Regions from separate parts of the Mus musculus genome. Here all the other regions are linked to region 2. The links are chromatin contacts, called in public promoter capture Hi-C maps. All regions are on one chromosome and are shown on one strand. The core of a region is the stretch at or near the end of the contact, and the rest is flanking DNA. Distances in the headings are between cores, read along the strand shown. Region 1 holds the start of Car11 (carbonic anhydrase 11). Region 2 holds the start of Kcnc3 (potassium voltage gated channel, Shaw-related subfamily, member 3). Region 3 holds the start of Lmtk3 (lemur tyrosine kinase 3).

Evidence for each region. Promoter capture Hi-C pulls out the DNA fragments that hold promoters and counts their contacts.
Region 1: a promoter capture Hi-C map of embryonic stem cells shows a contact between it and region 2, with 3 times the contacts expected there. The contact joins the promoter of Car11 here to the promoter of Kcnc3 in region 2. A contact is called at or near these places in 1 of 39 promoter capture datasets (embryonic stem cells), 1 of 484 Hi-C or Micro-C datasets (embryonic stem cells) and 1 of 115 datasets of contacts at active chromatin or transcription factors (microglia).
Region 3: a promoter capture Hi-C map of liver shows a contact between it and region 2, with 5 times the contacts expected there. The contact joins the promoter of Lmtk3 here to the promoter of Kcnc3 in region 2. A contact is called at or near these places in 1 of 39 promoter capture datasets (liver) and 2 of 9 other capture datasets (adipose tissue and liver).

Annotation. Positions count from the first base shown.
Region 1 is chr7:45,696,845-45,701,683 of GRCm38.p6, forward strand. Car11 (carbonic anhydrase 11) reads left to right here and starts at 3,123. Exons shown (of 9, transcript NM_009800.4): 1 at 3,123-3,495; 2 at 3,582-3,656; 3 at 4,380-4,522. The coding sequence starts at 3,429.
Region 2 is chr7:44,589,450-44,593,800 of GRCm38.p6, forward strand. Kcnc3 (potassium voltage gated channel, Shaw-related subfamily, member 3) reads left to right here and starts at 1,437. Exons shown (of 4, transcript NM_008422.2): 1 at 1,437-2,309. The coding sequence starts at 1,437.
Region 3 is chr7:45,783,611-45,788,602 of GRCm38.p6, forward strand. Lmtk3 (lemur tyrosine kinase 3) reads left to right here and starts at 1,737. Exons shown (of 15, transcript NM_001290990.2): 1 at 1,737-2,071; 2 at 2,841-2,974; 3 at 3,200-3,350; 4 at 3,784-3,860; 5 at 4,294-4,412. The coding sequence starts at 1,996. It overlaps Gm5897 (predicted gene 5897), which reads right to left and starts at 857. Exons shown (of 2, transcript NR_153811.1): 1 at 1-857.

The DNA of each region.
Region 1 (4,839 bases), core at 1,873-4,372, 1.1 Mb after region 2:
TGTCTCGAAAAAAACAAAAAAAACAAAAACAAAAAACCAACAACCCAAAACTCAGAGATTGCTTGCCTCTGTCTCTGGGGTACTGAAATTAAAGGGGTGGGCCACTTCACATTCTAGAATTTAAAATTGAAAATTGCCGGGCGTGGTGGTGCACACCTTTGATCCCAGCACTCGGAAGGCAGAGGCAAGCAGATTTCTGAGTTCGAGGCCAGCCTGGTCTACAGAGTGAGTTCCAGGACAGCCAGGACAGAGAAACCCTGTCTCGAAAAAACAAAAGAACAAAACAAACAAACAAACAAACAAAAATTGAAAATCAGGGTGTTGGTAGGATCACACTATGGTGTTAATAAGAGTCATCCTGCCTCTTCCAGAATTTGGGGATACCCATGACTCCTGGCTTGTGGCTATCTAATTCCAGTATCTGCCTCTGTCTTCACAGGCTTCTGGGTTTTTTTTTTTGTTGTTGTTGTTGTTGTTTGTTTTGTTTGTTTGTTTAAGGTTTATTTGTTTGTTTCCTATGAATACACTGTAGCTGTCTTCAGACACCAGAAGAGGGCATCAGATTCCATTACAGATGGTTGTGAGCCACCATGTGGTTTCTGGGATTTGAACTCAGGACCTCTGGGAGAGCAGTCAGTGCTCTTACCCACTGAGCCATCTATCTCTCCCTCTCCCACCCTCCCACCCTCACCCCCACCCCTGGCTTCTGTCTTGAATCTTCCTGTCTTGGCTGTCAAGGGTAGTCATTCTTTGATGGAGGCCCATCCTAACAATGAAGAGTGACTTCATCTTAAATGATACCTCAGGGGCTGGTGAGATGGCTCAGTGGGTAAGAGCACCCGACTGCTCTTCCGAAGGTCCGGAATTCAAATCCCAGCAACCACATGGTGGCTCACAACCATCTGTAAGAAGATCTGACGCCCTCTTCTGGAGTGTCTGAAGACAGCTACAGTGTACTTACATATAATAAATAAATAAATCTTAAAAAAAAAATGATACCTCAGAACGGTGGCGCAGGATTGTCACCTCATCTACTCGGAACATAGAGGATAGAAACTTCAAGGCTTCCCTGAACTAGAATGAGATCAAGTTCTGTCTAACTTACACAGTGAGAATCTGCCAAAAGGAAAAGTTACAGGAGGTCTGGTGATGTACCTACTCTGTAGACTGCTAATCTAGAATTTCCTGGTCAGGCCCTGGGGATCTGGCTTGGCAGTGGAGCACATGCCTAGAATCCCCCAGTGAGGGGTGGGGGCGTGGCTCAGCTATAGATTGTTTGCCTGGCATATGTAAAGCCTTGGGTTCATCCTCAATGGTGGGGGAAACCAAACAACACCTTAACCACACAAGCTAAGCTGGGCGTGGTGGCGCACGCCTTTGATCCCAGCACTCGGGAGGCAGAGGCAGGCGGATTTCTGAGTTCGAGGCCAGCCTGGTCTACAAAGTGAGCTCCAGGACAGCCAGGGCTATACAGAGAAACCCTGTCTCGAAAAACCAAAAAAAAAAAAAAAAAAAACACACAAGCTAAGACCTCATCAAATAAAGCCCACTCCTGAGTTCCAGGGGATGTCTTGTTTTAGGAGCAGAGTGGACACTAGTCAGTCCCCTACAGAAGGTGCTGCTCCTTCTGACCCCTAACTCTACCTGTGGAACAGGACTGATGCTGACCCCACATGCTGAGCAGCTTCGGGGCTGAGAGAAGCCCACATAGCGGGATCTCTCTGTCAGTGCCCTGTGCTTCCTCCCTCTTCCCTGCTGCTCCCTGTACTCCTTTCTTGTGCTGCCTTGCTTTTGGAGACATGATGGTTTCCAACATGAGCTTCTCCAACTCACCACATCTGCCTGCCTGCCTCCCTCTGTCCTCGGTGCTCTCCTCAAGTCATTTGGTCTGTGACTAGGCCCTCTCCTCTGCCTGGGCTTCTGTCCTTCTGTCTTGCTCTGTGCATGAGCAACTCTGTATATGGGGCCCCTTCTGTGAGGCTCCAGGTCTCCTTCTCTGTTCTTTTATACTTGGTGTTTGTGTATCTTTGGGTCTCTGTCTGCCCTCCATTTCCTGCCTAAATGATCTTTCTCTCTCTATTCTGTGCCTTGGTATCTCCCGATGTGTCTCTGTATCTGCATTTATTCCACTCCGTCTTCATCCTTCTTGCTGGCCCACCTGGCTCCTCTAATCCCATGGGTGGGTCTCCTTGTGTCTATCTCTACTGTATTTCTTGGTGGTTGCCTCTCTCCACCTCTCTGTCCTTCTGTGACTTATTCATTCTTTTTTTTTTTTTTTTTCCTGTGAGCTGTTAGTTGTTTTGTTCAGACAAGGTCTTACTGTGTAGCACAGGATGGCTTCCAATCAGCCTCCTGCATGCAGGGATGGGAAGTGAGAACCACCATGCTCCCTCTATGTAGTTATGCCTTTGTCTCTTTTTCTATGACCCGACATCATGCTTTTTAGTCTCTATCTCTCTTTCCTTTCTGCATAGCATCTTGCTCGCTTGTCTCTAAGCACTCTCTCTGTGTCTCTGTGACTCTGTAATGTGTCTCTTTATTTGTCTCTCCTTCTTGCCCAGCCCTGACCATAAAGTCTCCCTGTGTCTATTTCTGTCTTTCCCTGCCACTTGACATCTTGCTCCCCCTGGTCCCCTTTCAGGGCACCTTGTCCCTCCTTCCCAGCATCAGCTCACCTCCAGCCTTCTCACCCTCCAGTCCCGCAAGCCTCTGCCTCCCCGTCCTGACCAGCTGGTTTTCTGCACGCCAGGCCCCTAGCGCCCGGTCCTTTCTAGCCTTGGCACCTGGAGCTGGGGGCCTCGGGCTCCGTCGGCTACACTGCACCTCCCTTTCCAGGGCTGGGCCCAGGGGTGCGGCCCTTTCTACTGCGGAGACCCCCCAACCAAACATCAAACCAGTGGGAGCAAGTGGGTGGGGAAGAGGGAAGCAGGACCAGAGGTGATGGAAGAGGGGGTGGGGAAGAAGACGAGAGGAGGTGGAGATGGAAAGAGGGAGAGGCAGCGCAGGGTGAGGGAGGAGGTGAGATAGAAGGAAGAAGGGAAGGCAGAGTCGAATAGGGAGGAGGAAGAGGACAGAGGGAAGAAGAGAAGGCAGGGTGAGGGAGGAGGCGGAGGGAGAGGAGCGCACGCGGCGAGTGCGCGGCCGGGTTCGCTGGTTGAGAGCGAAGAAGGGGTGTGCATTGGCACCGAGAGGGACCCGGGGCCGGCGAGGGCGATCGCAGCTTCGGGAGGTAGAGCGAGTGCAGGGAGCGGGCCCAGGCGGGCGGAGGAGTGAGCGTCAAACGGGCTCTGGGGTACACGGTCCCAGCCCCTGTATCCCGGGAGCTGGGGCTCCCGTTCTGGTGACAGCCAGGCTGGAAGTCCCAAGAGGAGGGGAGGGAAGAGCTAGGGGGTCGGGCGCTGGGAAAGGGTCGCTCCGAGGCCTCTTGGATGGGGGGTGCCGCTCGCCTGAGCGCCCCTCAAGCGCTGGTACTCTGGGCCGCACTGGGAGCGGCAGGTAAGACCTGGGGGTCCTGGCAGCATCCTCTGAGGGAGGGACAGGGTGGGGTGCCTAGGAGAGGGATGCAGCTGCTCTCTTCCCAGCTCACATCGGACCTGCACCTGATCCCGAGGACTGGTGGAGCTACAAGGAGAATCTCCAGGGAAACTTCGTGCCAGGTGCAAACAGGGTGGAGACCCAGAGCCCGACCCCATATCCCTAGGCGCCGTTTTTCCTAGGCTCAGGAGTCTGGGTCCTCGATCTTCTCATCTTCCATAGGACCAAAGCTCCCAGCCCCTGCCTTCTTCCCTCAGGAGTGGGGCCCAGCCTCTGAACCTCAGCGGCTCACCATGGGACATTATACATGCGCATTTCAAGTAGTGAGTGGGAGTGAGTGCAAGGAAAGTGTGGGGGTGGAGAAATGTGTGTGTTTGCAGCCATAGACAGGTCCTATTCCTGCTGGAAGGCACACACTCGGTAGCTCGGGTCCCTGTCCCGCCCCCTCGCCCGGGGCTTCGAAGTCCTCTTTTATAACTCTTCTCCCCTAATATTCTTATCCAGCTGTGGGACCTGGGAGACTAAAAGAACTACAACTCCCATGGGGCTACGGGGCAGGCCGGAGATTGATGAGTTGTTTTCACCCCTGAGGCTTACTGGGAGTTGTAGTTCTGTTTTCACATAGCCCTTTTAAAGATGGGAACAAGGCTTGGAGCAGTTATGAGCTCCTAGGAAGGGATTCCAAAATTCTTCGAGGAATCAGGATTCTGGCTCTCATGTTCTTTCTCTCTTAGACCCAAAGCTCCTGATTTCCTCCCTCGTTTTCTTCCTTCAGCTGGGGTTATCCCTGCCCCAATCCACACAGCAGGTCCTGCCTGGAATCCAGCCTATTTCTGTTCCCATAGGGCCTCCCTTCTGGGGCCTGGTGAACGCTGCCTGGAGCCTGTGCGCTGTGGGGAAGCGGCAGAGCCCCGTGGATGTGGAGCTGAAGCGGGTTCTTTATGACCCTTTTCTGCCCCCGCTCAGACTCAGCACCGGGGGAGAGAAGGTAAGCTTTGCAGTGGGGCGGGTCTAAGCAGAGGGGACCTGGGCTGAGGTGGATGGCGAACCATGGGGAATAAATAGTTACTCTCTGAAGATCACCCGGCCTGCCCTTTCCCACTGCTTTCCTCAGCTTCCCAATGTCTACCCAAGCAGTGAAAACAGAAGACAACTCATGCCAAGCATTGAAAAGACTAAACAAACCCACTCATCTTCACAATAACCTACTATCTTTTTAGCTTTCTTTTATGGACCAGAGAGTTTATGTTACTTGCCTGGGGTCACACAGCCATCCGGCCAAGTGACATGGTCTCAGTGTCTGTA
Region 2 (4,351 bases), core at 187-2,686:
CTGACCTCGTGGCTGAGAGGCTGTTGTCCGTGCTCCCGGTGGCGCTCTTTCCTGCATGCCTGGTCCCCACTCCTTTACCCATCTCTTGGCCCTTCTGTCTGCACTCTTTGTTGTCTACGCTTCATCCCCTTTCTTCCACCAGCTGGCAACTTTTGCCCCTTCCCTAAGACGTAGTGGACCATCCTCCGGGGTCTCTACCAATGAATCTCTCTATTCCAGCCCACCCCCAGCCCCGTGCCCAGCAATGAGTGTCCTTCCCCTAACAGGCATCTCATTTCCAGAACTCCATCCCACCAGCCTGGAGGCTTCTGGCTCTCTAAATGCTCATTTTTAGCGCCCCACTTTGCCATCCACTTACTAGTCGCATCTTCCTCTGGACTATTGAAGGTGTTTCATATAAGATATAGACCCTGTCCATCTGCCTGTGTCTCCCATTCGTCCGGATCCTCTTCGCCCAGGTCTAACCCCGTCTAACGAAGTCCAAATTTGCAACATCCAGTTGGACATGGTGGTGCTCATCTGTCATCTCAGCTACTTGGGATGCTAATGTTGAAGCAGGAGGACAGCGAACCTAAGACCTCCCTCAACTCCACAACTTGCAGCCTCCGCCCCTCCCCAGCTTTCATCCAGAGGCTCCCAGGCCTCGCCTTCCTTCCTTTACCATAGCGTCCCAGTATCTTCCGCTTCGACTGTCTCCTGTGAGTTTTTTTATTTAATCAAGTTCCAACTCCACCTCTAGTTCCCTTGTACCGCCCTCACCCCAGTTGAGACCCTCCCCCCTCATTGTCGCGGCCCAATAAGGATTGTTAATAATCTCTTGGGCTCGCTGCATCCAATTACTCCTACTTTCCCGTTCATTTGCCTTTTCAGTGCAGGTCCCGCCTGCCCGGGCTCTAGGCAATTTGTTTTCTTTTTGTCAGCTTCTCTTGTTGTGACTTCTTTCCCCCCACCCACCACCCCCCAACCCGTTCCTCACCCCTACCCCCACCAGAATTGATAGGCCTTTTTTTTTCGAGGCAGAGTCTCATGCAGCCCAGGCTGGCCTCTATCTCACTTTGTAGCATGACCTTGAACGCCTGATCCCCCTTCCTTCACGGTACCTGGCTCTTTCCCATACCTGGCTCTGAGGTCTCCATTTTCGCTGTGCTGCTGAGTTAGGCATTTTTAGGGTCCCCTTGACGCCCCGCCCTCTCCTAGGTAGGATCCAATCCCTGAGCTTTCTGTGCAACCCCACCTCCTCTAGCTAGGCTGGGTCGGAGTCTGCCTAGCCGTGGCCCCGCCCAGTCGCTCAGCCCAATCAGCTCGTGCCCTCCCTCCACCTGCCCAATCACACCCTCCCATCCATTCATCGCCTCCTCCTGTCCAATCACGTCTGCCTCTCTACCCGGGCCCCGCCCCCGAGACCCTGCCCCCTCCCAGCCCCGCCTCCCTGTCCAATGCTCAGTTCAGTGTGCGTCTGGTCGTTCCGCGGGCGCCAGGGGACCGGCAAGCAGCAGCCTCAGCCGGTGCCAACGCCGCAGCCGCCTGAGTCCTCACCGCCGCCTCTGCCGCCGCCGCAGCAGCAGCAGTGCTCTCAGCCCGGCACTGCCGCCTCCCCGGCGGGTGCCCCGCTTTCCTGCGGGCCTGGGGGCCGGCGTGCCGAGCCATGCCCCGGGCTGCCGGCGGTGGCCATGGGGCGGCACGGCGGCGGCGGCGGCGACAGCGGTAAGATCGTGATCAACGTGGGCGGCGTGCGCCATGAGACGTACCGCTCCACGTTGCGCACCCTGCCAGGGACCAGACTGGCCGGGCTGACCGAGCCCGAGGCGGCCGCGCGCTTTGACTACGACCCGGGCACGGACGAGTTCTTCTTCGACCGTCACCCGGGCGTCTTCGCCTACGTGCTCAACTACTACCGCACCGGCAAACTGCACTGCCCGGCCGACGTGTGCGGGCCGCTCTTCGAGGAGGAGCTGGGCTTCTGGGGCATAGACGAGACGGACGTGGAGGCCTGCTGCTGGATGACCTATCGCCAGCACCGTGACGCTGAGGAGGCACTGGACTCTTTCGAGGCCCCGGACTCCTCGGCCAACGCCAACGCCAACGCCGGAGGCGCGCACGATGCGGGACTGGACGACGAGGCGGGCGCAGGAGGCGGCGGCCTGGACGGGGCAGGCGGCGAGCTCAAGCGTCTGTGTTTTCAGGACGCGGGCGGAGGTGCCGGAGGACCTGCCGGGGGCGCGGGCGGCGCGGGCGGCACCTGGTGGCGGCGCTGGCAGCCCCGTGTGTGGGCGCTTTTTGAGGACCCCTACTCGTCGCGGGCTGCCAGGGTGAGCGCGCTCTCCGAGCACTCCTAATTATCCCAACCGCTCTGTTTCCGGAGCACTCCATCCCAGTGTCCCTCCTCCTCTTGAGCCCTCCAGTTCTCTGGAAGCCCTTCCTCCTTGCAGCTGGAGTTCCCTGCACCCCTGCAAACACACCCCTCTCTTTAGACCACCCTTCCAAGGACACCTCCCGAAAACTTAAGCGTCCCTGGGACCTTCTAAACCCCAACTCGCTGCTGCTCCTAGTCATCATAGATCCTGGGGAACAGCTTCCTAGCTGGATTTCCCTGACAGTCCTACCCCACCTTTCTCACACACCTTCTGAGACCTTTGGCAGGTCCCCAGAATGGCCTCAGCCTCTTCAAAACTTCTCCCACTGTCCCTTGAACACTCCAAAGCCATTTTCTTATTCCCGATCCTCAGTGTCCCAGGTCCCACCCATCTCCAGACCCTCTGAAGTTCCATCTCCATCTCTCCCTCCTTGGAGCCCTCCCTCATTCTCCCTGGGCCCAACTCCTAGATCTGTTTTTCTCTCAACTTTGGGCCTCCTGGCTGTTTGTGATCTTCTGCTCTTAGCTCTCAAAAGTTCTAGAAGATCTCCGCCCCCCAAGGAACCCTCAGAGCCTTCTGAACCTCCAAACTACTGGTCCTAGTCAGGACAGTTTCCCACAATCTAGCTGAGTGTGTGCTGGGGGTGGCGTCTTCCTTTCTAAACCCTTAAATCCTTCACCGTCTTTACCAGCCTCCTTCAAAGGACTTCCTCCCTCGAGTCCAGCAGGTTCCACTCCTGTGTCTCCAAAAGAGCCCTATGTTATACTTATCCTCTCCAGTACCCCCAGTATGTGTGTCGTTCCCCCCCCTCCCACCGAATTGCTCACAGTTCGTATATCCTTCCCTCCAACTGCACACCTGCCCTGTGTCTCCGGGATTAATTTCATTTCCATCCCTCCTTCCCCGGTTACTTTCTCATTCTGCCAAGTGACTTTCAGAAGTTTGTGTCACCTCAAATCCAAGTCATCAACCCAGAAATTTCTCAATTCTCACCCCAGCCCCTCCTGGGATAGCTCAACCCGCAAGGTTCTCCTCTCCCAGCCTTGCTCCCCTCACCCTCTCACCCCCACTTCCCCACACCCCCTACCATCACTCTTCTGTTTGCTTCCCCTGGTGTAAACCCAGAACCCTCCGCGGTCCTCCTCTCTTCTCCACCCTCTCCTTTCTTAGAAACCCCAGAGTCCCTCAAAGAGCTCTCCTGGAAGTTTATAAGCCTCAGTAACTTCCCAGGCCTCATGAAGACTCTCTTGATAGCTCTGGTCATAGTTTCTTTTCTCCCCCCGCCCCTTCCTGAAACTTCCTTTGGGCCAAGAGACCCTGGAACGAGGTATGTGGGAATAGCTTGGGGGTGAGTTCAGGAAAAGAGGGGGCATTAGCAAAAGTGGGTAACGGGAGAGCCATTCTCCACTCGCCCCCGCCCCCCACCGTGCTGCGTCCTGGGCCAGGAAGGACGCTGAGCCGCAGTGCCGCATTCGTACTGCGGGGGGGAGGGGGGGGAACAAAGTGGGGGGAACGGAGGCTTCACATAAAGTTTAGTCCCTGAGAAGCGCTGAATTGGCGACATTTGGGGTTGAGTTGGGGGGAAGGGGAAAGTAAGAGGGGCAGGAGGGACATGGCCCCAGATGCTCCTTTGGGCCTCTGAGCATCTCCTCCCCCACTCGATGGCCTGAGTAGTCCTTCATTCTTTGACCCCATTGAAGGGTGCTGAAACAGAGATAGATTCTTTGGGTGACAGTCAGATTAGGGGTTGAGAATTGCTACGAAGGTTACTCATTTATTTGTACTGTTTTTAAAAATTATTTATTTGAGTATCTACTGTGTGCCGGTACTTTCCAACCTCCAGGTGGACCTTCTTGCAAGTTGGGACCGTAAACCACCTCCAAGCTCAGGGTCCAGTCCTTCTGACTCCGCTTTCTTTTCCTTCTTACAGAGCCTTGGTACCCCTCCATGCCTTCTGCTTAAGGGTCACTCCAGGGGAAACCAACCCTGCACCTGTG
Region 3 (4,992 bases), core at 487-2,986, 1.2 Mb after region 2:
GCAACGGACAACCTAAGCCTCCTCGCTAGACCAACAAGGACTGCATTTCCCAGAAGACTCTGCGCGGGCCCACGACTCCCTGTGAGCTTCTCTTTCTCCAGGCTCTGGTTCTTCAGTCAGGGGGTCCGCTTTGCGTGCTCACTCCCCGGTCACTGCAATCCCATTCCCTGTACCTTTCTGAACTTCCATTCCACGATGATCCTGCCTCAGTTTCTCCAGTGAGCCCCCCGCGAGGCTTCCCCTCCTCCCCGTGCCCCCAGTGAGCCGTGCTGCGCGCGCAGCTCTGGTCCAGCCTCATTGAGGGGACGAGTCGCAGGTATTCCTGGACCATGGAGACATCCTCGCCGAGGGCGGCAGTCCGCGCTTCCGGGTGTGTCTGCAGTTCTGTGTGCCGCCGCGTAGGGTGGGACCCCGAGACTGCAGCCTGGCACGTGATGTGTGTGTGTGTGTGTGTCTTGTCTGATGTGTCGGTGTCCCTGACGGCCAGGTTCCAGCCTTACCTCTGCCTATCCCCTGTTCTGTGCATGGGGCAGGTGACTGCCCCTCTCTGTGCCTCAGTTTCCTTACCTATACATTGGGCATGAAAAAAGAACCTGTCTTGGGGGCTGTTGTAATGATTGGAAGGTAATACTGTAAATCTTGGGAAACGCCTGGCGCAGAGTAAATCCTGCCAAGAATAAATACATGAAATAAACTACGCTTATGCATCTTTTGTGCCCATGTGTGTTGATGTCTGTGGTGTGAGACTGCAGTGGATAAGGAGTCCTCATAATCACGTCTAAAGAGTGTGTCCATTCATGCTGTCTATTTAGGTAGGTGGTGTGCCTTTGTGTGTAATACGTGTGCACAGGGCATGTTTGTACCCGTTCTATATTTGTGTTTTTGCATAAGCTATGTAGCTCTGCATGTATGAACCGTGTGTTCCCGTGTGCATGTATGTGATATGCATTTGTCCCTGAAGGTGAGCAATGTGCAAACCCCGTGCCTGCATACATGCATGTGTTGTTTCTGTATGCTCCATATGTGACTGACAAGCCTGTGTCTGTGTGCATGCAACTGGCTTTACGTGTTTGAGTTAGTGATTTCTGTGTGTTCTTTGTTGCCTGTGTGGAATATCAGTTTATGACAGCATGCCTCCTCATGTCCCAAAGGGTCTGAATGGATCTTTGTGATACCTCCCTATGTTTGGAGCTCTGTGTTGTATGTGTGCGTGTGCGTGTGTGTTCATGTGATGCTGGGTATTCCTGTGTGGCTGGGTGAATCTGTACCAACCAGAGTCTGGACTGCCTATGCATTCTCAGTGTGGTCTGTCCCTGTGTCTTTGTGTGTGACGTGTCCTTGTCTCCGTTTGCTGATGGCTGTCCACCTTTGTATGAGAGGCGCTTGTGAAGGTTCCTGTGACATGTCTCAGCTGTGTGTGGGCTGCGTGGGCTTGCTATCTGCATCTTAGCATGTAGCACACGTGTGGGCACCAGTGTTGTGTCACAGTGGTGTCAGGGCCACGCACTGTGGACCCTGCCCCCCTCCAAGGGTCTGTTGGTCTCTGTCTGTCCCTCCTCCCCCTCCCTATTCTCCCCTCCCGCCTGGCAGCCAATGCAACCGGGAACCAGTTGCCATGACAACGCTCCCTCCTTCCTCCTCCCACCCTTCCTCTGACAGGCTCTCTGCTCCCCCAATCCCGATTGTCCTCGGGGGCGGGGCCCTCGTTCTCTCCCCCCCCCATCTTCCCCTCCCCCCTACCCCAGCAACCCCGGCTCCCCAGCTCCTCTCCTCCGTCCGCCTCTCCATCCCTTCATCCGTCTGTCCTTTCGAGGAGGGGGAGGGGGGTATCAGAACCAGTAAGCAACCCCTCCCTCCCCCTGTCCTGCATCTCCCGCCCCTCTCCTGGGCTGAGGGAGGCCAGGGTTGAGCGGGTCCCCATGGCTGGGGGCTGAGGGCCCGCCCCCCCTCCTCCCCAGCCGCCGATTCCTCCACCTCCCTTCCATCCTGGACAAGATGCCTGCACCCGGCGCACTCATCCTCCTGGCGGCCGTCTCCGCCTCCGGCTGCCTGGCGTCCCCAGCGCACCCGGGTGAGTATGTCCAGCCGTCCGCGGCCCGCGCCCCACCCCCACCGGGTCCGCCCGGCACCTGTGCGCAGTCCCTGGGGACCAACGGGTCTGCAGGGCCAGGGAGACCAGCCAGGGCGGGTGGGGAGTGGGCTGCGGGCCGAGTGCGTGCTTGTGAGCGTGCATGTGAGCTCATGTGCACGCGAGTGCACACGGGTGCGCGGGGAGATGGAAGGCCGCGGCCTTTGGGAAAGAGAGAGACCCTATTTCTAAGGGGAACACAGCTGAGGCTTTGCAGAGACCCCTCCCTCAGGTCTGAGGCTGAGGCTAGAGAACAAGTCTGTGTTCCCTGTGTCTTTAAAAGAAACAGTTCTCAGTCACCCTTCAGGCGTGGGGTGGGCAGTGCGTTCAGCTCGGGGCAAATATCTGCCAACAGCCTGCTATTGGGGGAATGATGGTCATGAAGCTGTCTATGGTAGCATATTGTAAATTCTCAGAGCTCCAGGCCTCACTATTGCTGGTCACTGGAATGTATCCGGGTTACGGGATGCGTTTGGGGTGGGGGGTGGGTCCCAGTTTGAAACGATAGGAGGGACCCCACCCCCAACCACCTGGGAAGACCTTAAACTACAACTCCCACAATACGTTAGACCACCTGGCTCCCCTGCCAAGGAGCCCCTGGATTCGGAGCATCATGGGGGTTGTAGTCCAAGACTAGCCTAGGATGGGAGGGGCATGAGTCCGGTAGCCAGTGTCTTGAAGCCCAGACCCCAGCCTAGCCTTATGCCCACAGATGGATTCGCTCTGAGCCGGGCCCCTTTGGCTCCGCCCTACGCTGTGGTCCTCATTTCCTGTTCGGGTCTGCTGGCCTTCATCTTTCTCCTCCTTACCTGTCTGTGTTGCAAACGGGGTGATGTTCGTTTCAAGGTGAGGTGCCCTAGGACTAACCTGGGAGAAAGACCCCAGGCAGCAAAGAGACTGGAGGTCCCAGAGCACTCCCAAGACCTACGGCTTTGGGATGCGCACACTAGCGGAAATTGGGCTGGGATTTGAGGGACAGGTCTGTGGACTGAAGGGAGGCAATTAGGGCAGGATGGCGGCATCTCAGCACCCTCCTCCCGATGCTCCCATTCTTCACCTCTCGTACCCCAGGAGTTTGAGAACCCGGAAGGGGAGGACTGCTCTGGGGAGTACACCCCCCCTGCGGAGGAGACCTCCTCCTCACAGTCGCTGCCTGATGTCTATATTCTGCCGCTGGCAGAGGTCTCACTGCCAATGCCTGCCCCGCAGCCTCCACACTCAGGTACTGCTCCTTCCACCCCAGAATCCTGCGATCCCAACACTGAGGGCTTCCTTTCGTGGCTCAGGGAGGGGAGAGGGCAGAATGCAGAGCCCTAGATTCGTGGAAGTAACTTACAGGGAAGCCACACACACCATCTTGTAGAAAATCCCAGATCGAGAGAATCCTGCAGGATGGCCCTGGTGCCATCAGCCTAGATCTTAACCTGGGAGCCAGCCTATAAGCGGACTGGAGCTAGGGTTGCCAAAGGGAAGGGCTGATTGGGCTCTGGATCTCATGGGCAGCCAATGAGGAGGCTGGACCCTGCCATGGAATGTTGGAGACAGCCAATAAAAGGAGACTGTTGTCTACTCTGACCTCAGACCCCTCCCACTGTGGTGGTGTGGGGCATCTTTGATAGGAGAACTCAGGGCCTCCCCTCCCGCCCCCTCCTCAGACATCAGCACCCCCCTGGGCCTGAGCCGCCAGCACCTCAGCTACCTGCAGGAGATTGGCAGCGGCTGGTTTGGGAAGGTGAGGGGCCTGGGTGGGAGGCAGAAGGGTTATCCATACATCTCTGGCATGTGCTCCTGTTCTGTGTCTACCCCCATTTGTCATCTGCTCTTGGCCTCCCCAGCCCCATGCCCTGCAGCCTGCCCCTCCCACTCCCACCCACTCCCACCCACCTACCCCCACATCTGTCGGTCAGCGCCTCCCTCCTCACTCCATTGACCACTCCGCCTCGCCACCCGGCTCTCCACGCGTCCGTCAGTCTGTCCATCCTTCCATCCGTCCCGCGTGCATCGGATTCTGGGCCTGTGAGTCTCTCACTCCGTGTCTGGTAGGGGACCAGGGAGGTGGGACATGAAGGGAAGGCCTGGAAGTGGTTGGGAGTTTGGGGTGTATGGAGCTGCCCCGGGGACGGGCTGGACACAGGTCAGCATTGATCCTAGCGCTCCTTGATCAGGTGATCCTCGGGGAGGTTTTCTCAGACTACTCGCCAGCCCAGGTGGTGGTGAAGGAACTCCGGGCTAGTGCCGGGCCCCTGGAACAGCGCAAGTTCATCTCCGAGGCTCAGCCCTACAGGTATGTCCGTGGACAGGGGTTCTAAAGACAGAATACCCGGTGAAGGACGTGATTAGTAGAGGGAACCCAGTGTGGTGTTAAACCAGGCTTCCAGTCTCAGATTTCTTCCTGGCTACGTGACTCTGGTGCTGGGATCGCCCTCCTGGAGTCTTGGGACTTCCCTAGAGAAAGCTAGAGACAGCGTGGGGAAGTGGGTCCAGGACTCTGAACCTGGTATCTTCATCCCAGCAGCAGTTAAGAGCAAGCGATCCCTGAGTCTGCCCCACCTGCCTTTCCCACTGTGAGGAAAGACCTGCCAGCCCCCTGCTGTAGGTGTGCATTCTTACCACACATCCATTGTGCTTGAAGGTAGTGAGCTTCCAGTCATAGGAAGTACGTGTGGCTCCTGCATCGAGACACAAACTTTAGAGTCTGGCTCAGCATTTTCCCAAGACCTGCCATGGTTCCTCAGTGCTCCCAGGGCTCGGCCTCAGGTCCCTATAGCCCACAGGCCCCGGGCACAGTCTAACACTATAATCTTCTTGCTTCTGTCCCTCTGACCTCAGTTTCCTAGCCCTTCCCTCTAGCCCCCACACATACC